2 separate regions of the Mus musculus genome follow, and region 1 is linked to region 2. Evidence: chromatin contacts called from public Micro-C data. All regions are on one chromosome and are shown on one strand. The core of a region is the stretch at or near the end of the contact, and the rest is flanking DNA. Distances in the headings are between cores, read along the strand shown. Region 1 holds the start of Fam189a1 (family with sequence similarity 189, member A1). Region 2 holds the start of Chrna7 (cholinergic receptor, nicotinic, alpha polypeptide 7).

Evidence for each region. A called contact is a pair of places that touch in the nucleus more often than the background predicts.
Region 1: a Micro-C map of embryonic stem cells shows a contact between it and region 2, with 5 times the contacts expected there. The contact joins the promoter of Fam189a1 here to the promoter of Chrna7 in region 2. A contact is called at or near these places in 1 of 39 promoter capture datasets (pre-B cells) and 1 of 484 Hi-C or Micro-C datasets (embryonic stem cells).

What each region holds. Positions count from the first base shown.
Region 1 is chr7:65,155,247-65,158,532 of GRCm38.p6, forward strand. Fam189a1 (family with sequence similarity 189, member A1) reads right to left here and starts at 1,282. Exons shown (of 10, transcript NM_183087.4): 1 at 859-1,282. The coding sequence starts at 1,077.
Region 2 is chr7:63,210,886-63,214,404 of GRCm38.p6, forward strand. Chrna7 (cholinergic receptor, nicotinic, alpha polypeptide 7) reads right to left here and starts at 1,641. Exons shown (of 10, transcript NM_007390.3): 1 at 1,537-1,641; 2 at 1,223-1,362. The coding sequence starts at 1,591.

The DNA.
Region 1 (3,286 bases), core at 32-2,531, 1.9 Mb after region 2:
TTACAGATGTCAAGAGTTCTCGAAACAAGTGCCCATCGTTATAAATACCCGTGCCACATTTATCCCTATTCCCATATGTCCATGCTTTATTAATACAGAATATAAGCAACTTTCACCAAAACAATACAAAATACCAAAAAAAAAAAAAAAAGAAAGAAAGAAAGAAAGAAAGAAAGAAAGAAAGAAAAGAAAAGAAAAGAAAAGAAAAGAAAAGAAAATCATCTCGAACCAATGGCTTCTTTAATAAATGTTTGCTGGAGGAAACATTTGAGGGTCAAGAACCCGAAAATCAATCTGGATTTTAAATAGCACGCTCCTGACTCCGGATCTCCAGCAGGTCCAGCCAGACCGTCCTGGGCTTAAGGGGAAACAAGATGTCCCTGCGTCCGGGAGGTGCCAGAGCGGGGACCAGTCGGTCCTCTCCAGACTGACCCACAGCCCTGCGCGCCCCCGGCGAGAACCGCAGCGAAGGGAGCCGTGCACAGCGGGTACTGCACCGGGCTCGGGCGCCCCCGTGCCGCCTTGGTCACAGTCGCCCGCTGCCCGGGTCGGTCATCGGCGGCGAGTGGGGATCCGGGCAGTTGTCCCAGGCAGGCACCAGCCACCGACTGCTACCCACCAGGTGGCGAAGGGAGGGCGCCTGGCTGTTTTCCCCTCAGAAAAGTAACTCCGGGCGCAACGCTTTGGAGCGGCAGCGCGACGCGCGGCGGTCCCCGGAGTTCCCCGGCCCGGACTTGGAAACTGCTAGCCGAGCCGCAGCTGCCAGACCCGGGCGTCCGCTCCCCCACTCGGCGCCGGCCGCGTCCCCCGCCACTGCAGCTCCGGGTCCCAGCCCGCGCCGCCGCCGCAGACACTCACCGAGAAGCCGGCCCAGAAAGGGCAGGAGTGGCGCACGCGGGCGGAGGTGGTGAGAGCCAGCGCCGCGAAGCTCACGGCCACGATGAGGCATCCGAGCGCCATCTGCGTGGCCCCGAGAGCCAGCACGATGCGGGAACGGCCCGGGCACTCGCGCAGGCGGGACAGGCTGCGGGGCAGCGCGTGCGGACGCGGTGTGCGGGGGCCGCCGGCCGGAGGCATCTCGTCCCGCAAGCTCTCTCCGCGCTGCGCTCCTCTCACCGAGGCGCCGGGGCAAGTTGCGCTGGCTGCGGGGACCGCCTCCCCGCGGGCAGCAGCAGAGGCTGCGGCGCGCGGCCGACGCGAGCGGCTCGGGCCGGGCGGAGAGCCGGGCGCCCGCAGCCCGCACCGGTGCCCGCGCCCATGCCACCGCCGCTGCGCAGGGCCCGCCGGCCGCGCTGCGCCCTCTCCCGCTCGCCCGCCCGTCCGCGCGCTCCCCTGGCCGAGCGCGGGCGCGAGCCGCCGTGCCGGGCGCGAGCCGCCGCGGGCTTCGGGAGCGAGCCTAGCCGCTGTGCGCCGGGGCCCGGGAGGGAACCGAAGCCGAAGGGGGGGACAAGGCAGGGAGCAGGAGAGGTCGCGGGTGTGTCCTCCGCGTTGGTGCCTCCTCCTGGGCCGAGTCGGATACTGGGGAGAGGACGGACGGAGCCTGGACACCGGCAAGGACAGAGGACTCCGAGAGGACCCTTTGGCCAAGGCGTGGGAGCGGGGTTGTGGGACCTGAGGCTCTGAAAGGGCTTGGATGTCGATTTCCTGCGCTGAGCCCCAGGCGTGGCGACCTCCAGTTAATAAGCCTAGCCGCCTTCGTGCAGAATCACCCTAGAAGCCACCTAGGACACCCCTGGGGCAAGCAGCTGCCTTCTATCCACTTCTCCTTTGCGGGGCGTTTTATAAAACAAGTCCCAAGTTTAGCCTTTAAAACAGTATACAAGAGCAAATGTAAATGGAGGTTGTATTAAACAGCCTATACTCCCTCTTGCCCCCAGATTTAATGATTGGCTTCCTTGAAATTGCAAGGAAACCTGGAAATTCGGTTGTCCCAATGCCTTTTGTGGTCCTGTTGATGGGACAACTTTAAGCCTATCAGTGTTGAATGGAGTCTGCAGGGTCGGAAGTATGAAGGACTGGCCGAAAAGGAAAGTTGCAAAAGATGAAATTCAAAGGTCATTCTTCCATGACCTCTTGGCAGGACTTATGGAGTCCTCCATCCCTGTCTGCCTCCTCCCCCTCAACCCCCGCCCCATTGGATTGGAAATACCGAACAGTGTCCTCCCGAAAATATCTCAATTGCTGGTGCTTGAAATTTCAGCGTTAGAGATATTGATTCCTTTGGGGCTTGACGAGCCCCTATTAAAATGCAAATTCCCCTTGAAGGGGCAATAGCTCAGCCTTTATCAGCCAACACCTTACCAGGGATGGGATTTATTTTCCAATTTAACTGGATGGCCAAGGGATGAAGAGAGAGAGGGTGGGAATCCCAGGATAAAGTGGATGACCTCCAAATATTGGCCCGTGGCCAACTGCTGTCGTCTCTCCCAGTTCTTTATAAAATGAAATAAGCCTCTGGCCAGGTGTTTAGAGCGCCCTAGTACAAATTCCAATTTCCTGGAGGTATTTTCTATCTAGAAGTTCTCAGGAAGCATTTTTGTCAGTGCTTGAAACAATATCAAAGCGTGATACTCGACTGCCCTCACCTCCCTCGCCCATTCAGGCATTCTTCTGAAAACCGGCTCAGACTAGGGGGTCTAAGCAGAAGCCACCCATTTAAGGCTCTTAGAGGTAAGTACCTCAGCAAACAAAAACCAGACAGAAGCCTTGCCTCTAAGACATCAAAAGAGAGATAATCGGCATTACAAATGAGCAAATTACTTAGCTTATCCACATTGTATACTAGTCAAAATTATGTTTAAAAGTCCACTGTTTGGCAGGGAGAAGGTCTGAGACAAGTAAAAGCAGGCAGGCCCCCCGGGGGGGGGGGCGCTTTTTGGTCTCCGGGGGACTTTGTCAGCACACAGATAATTGCTCCAAAGTCAGTTGCATCTGGGTTCAGTGGGATAGAAAATACTGCTACACCTGCCGCCCCGGCGATTGGAAAGGAGCTTTCTGACCACACTGTAATCCAGAAGATATTGCTATCAGCATGGCAAGAGAGGGTGACAGGGAAGGGTGGGAGTGGTTCCAGAGGCGAACAAGAATTCTATTTGGAACTAGGTTCCATGATACATTCTGTCAAAGAAACTGGCTGCAATCTGCCATGTCTCAAGACCTTGAATAATGTTGAGCTGAAAAATATGGAACTAGTTTGTTTGGAAGACGAAGGTTTAAGACAGTAAAGCATTCAGACCAGTTGTAAGAAAGCTACTGTAATTATGAAAGAGACAATGACTGAAGAGAA
Region 2 (3,519 bases), core at 391-2,890:
CCTCAAGATGTTTATGATACTTCCCAAAGTCAACCAGAAGCAATAAGGACAATGTCTCCACCACTTAACTGAACTGTCCTGTAGGTCTACCCTACCCAAATGCCCAGGAGCCTTTGCACCTCCTCCCCCTCACTGCCTCCCTCCTCCACTTCTCTCTGAACTATGTTCTGCTCCATGGCAGAATCTCCTCCTCACTGTCTGTCACTCAGACTCCAAACCAACAAGATTTCTTCTTCTTCTTCCTTCCCTGTAGTCTGTGCTCTGTAAACTTAGAAAACAATCGTCCACGAGGCAGCAGCTGTCTTCTACATCTCTCATGATAAATCACACACACACACACACACACACACACACACACACACACACACACACTGTGCAGTGCACACTTAATAAAGTAGGATTCTGTCATGGGAAGAGATGCAGATTTAACGGGTATAGTATGAAGTGAGAAGCCATTCATCATGAGAACTAACTAGATTAAAAGGAACAGCCTAGGAGTGAGGGCAGGAGTGGGAAGTACCACCTGCCATGCCACTTTACCAAAGTTCTTTTGGTACCTCTTTGCTCACAGTAGTTTCTCCTGATGAACACAAAAATCCCTTTGCTCCAGCCTTACCCACCTAGAGAACAGACACTGGAACACTTTCTAAGTATTGGCATCATTTGGAAGACTCCACCTATAAAAAATCGTAAAAAGTAGCCCAGCTGGCAGAAGAAAAAAACCAAGCTGTCACAGATACTGCAGGGGTGTGGCTTGCTGCAAGGGGTCCAGAGGACTGCTACTAGCTGCCTGGAATTCTCCAAAAAGGATCGCCCACAACTGTCGTCTCCACAAAATAAAACCAATGACCATCCCCCTAATGGGAACGCTTCTAGACACCTACAGTTGGCCTTCTCCCCAAACAGATTGGCAGCCGAAAAGCCAGGCCCCCACCAAGGCACTACGCAGTCACTAAAGAGGAAGAAAAGCTTGTAAGTATCTAAACTATTCCGGGCTCCGGGCGCAGAGCTGCACTAGTTTTCTTTCTAAGGGAGTCTGAAAGTGACCAAGGAAGCCTGTTCCTGCTACTGACTCCCAGCTTAGGACACTTTGGCCGGGAGTTTCTAGCTAAAAGAAAGATGCGACCCAAGTACCCATGCACAGGTGGCTGGGGGTCCTGCCCGAAGCGCAACCTGGTCCGGGACAGGAGGGTGTGTGGCCCGAGCGCCCCGCCAGACTCACCACATCCATGATCTGCAGGAGGCTCAGGGAGAAGTACACGGTGAGCGGCTGCGAGTCGTTGGCCACCGGCCTCTCCAGCGGGTTGTAGTTCTTGACCAGCTCCTTGTACAGCCTCCTCTGGAACTCGCCTTGCAGGGACACTTAGGAAGCAGAGCGCCCAGCGGGCCTCAGCACGGGGCCGCCACCCCGCCCCAGAGCATCTCAGCCCCGCCGCCCAGCCGCAACCCGGGACCACCCGCCCGCCCGCCTGCCCGCCGGAGTCTGCTCCCCGGAGCCCGCCGCGGGGAGTAGGGCCGAAGCCGCGCTGAGGTTACCGTGCAGCAGCGCCGCGGCCAGAGCCAGCCAGATGCCTCCCCGCCGGCCGCACATGTCGCCGGAGCAGCCGCCGTGTCCCGCCGTCCGCCGGGGCCGAGCTGCCGCTCCAGCCGCCTCCGCGCCTTTAAAGCGCTGCGCGCGCCCGCCGCCGCCGCGCACCCCCACACGTGACAGCGCGCCCCCGCCTCGCGAGCGCTCTCTGAGCCGCGCAGCTCCGTGGCCGCCCCGGGAACTGCATCCCTGCTCAGCTAGTTGATGGCCTCTGACCCCGAGCTACTTGCTCCTGCTACCAACTGTGCTCTGTACTCACACCAGTAACAGTTTTCAGACCCAGTCCTCCAGGACTCTCTCTGGTACCAGAATCTGCATCGCAAACTCAGAAGTTTCTCCAGCCAGACAAGGTAGACCACGCAGGAGTAAGCCTATGTTTTCCCTGCAAGACCTGGTGTTTCCAGCGATTAGCTCCTTCCTGAGGCATAACATACTTTATCAGCAGAAAGCCTGACCTAGTCTCACTTTCTTTTAAAACAGATTCAGAAAATTGGAACATTAACTCCAATCCCTTTCTGAAAAGACAAGCCAAAACTTGATTCTGTCGGCCTCTTTGATTCAAAGAACAGTAAATGAACAAGTAAGGACTGAGGGAGATCAGCCACAGAGACCCTGGTCTAGAGGTATCTTCCTTGCTGCCATATTGGGAGGATGGTACTAATGAGAGCAGTCAGAAGTGAGTTAGGCTACCCCATTTGTCCCCGGAAGTACAGAAAGCACACCTTGATGACTACTCTGGTTTCCGTTAGCGGAATCCATCCTCTCTTCCCACAGACTCCATAACACCTGTGTCATCAGACTGTTGCTCCAATGGGTTAGAAAGTACAACACTAAAAAAGAGGGACAGGCTTATCAAAAAAAAAAAAAAGTGACTAAACTGGAAGTGGTGGGAAGGGGATAGTGACTCCAGCTGCTTGGTTTGCAGGAGCAGTGGCATGCAATACCCTGGAAATGAGTATCTTGAAGGATTCCCATGTTGATTACTAATAGAAGTATAAAGAGTTGGTATAAGGTTTCACAGCTTCAGGTTAAGAGCAAAGGGGGGAAAACTGTTTTGGGAGAAAGTTCATTTAAAAAAAAAAGCAAAAACAAAAAAACAAAAGACAGACAACTGACCAGGGCTCCCGTCAAAGGAGACCCAGTATTCCACATGGGAAGGGGACAGCAGGCAGAGGCATGTGGCAAACAGTTGGGTGTATATCTGGCACCTGGGTACTCCTCATCCTATGTCCAACAGCAGGAACATCACAAAGCAGGCACTTGGTGAAGGAATGAGCTGTAAAGCATTCACTGCCAGGAAGATAGGAGAGAAGGAAAAAAAAAAAAAACATCAGAGAAGGGGAAGCACACAGCATCGGCTAGAAGCAGAAAACCATCTGCACTGGTGGTGGGATGGAAGGGCTCTCTCTTCTATTCTCAGTCTGAAAGTGCCTAAGAGCCCTCGCTAGCACTACAGAGGGATAAGCCAGGAAAACCAACTTCTCCTGAGTGTGGCCAACTGGGATCACATTACAGAAACCATGATTACATCCTTACTGAGTTGGGGAGTCACATTTAGGGGCCCCCAAACATACCACTAAAGCTATGCCCTGTAAGATCAGCAACCAAGGAAATAATCGTCTTTGGGTGGGACAATTGGTCAATACCTGTTTATGACCTATGCTTGGGCAGACACCTGGAGGCTCTGCAAACAACCCATTAACTCAGTTCCTCAGTTCTGAGAAGACTGAAAGCACCTAGTGCTCTCAATGAGACCCAGTTACTTTCATCTGTGCAGTGTAAAATAATCTGAGAGTATAGAGTTTACTCATATGTGTAGGCTCACTGCTTAATCCCATCCTCAGCATAAAGAAAAGGTAAAAGGAAACACAATGTATCCAAGTTTATAAAGGCAACTGGAAACAAACCCTACACACTCCACAAACTGATGG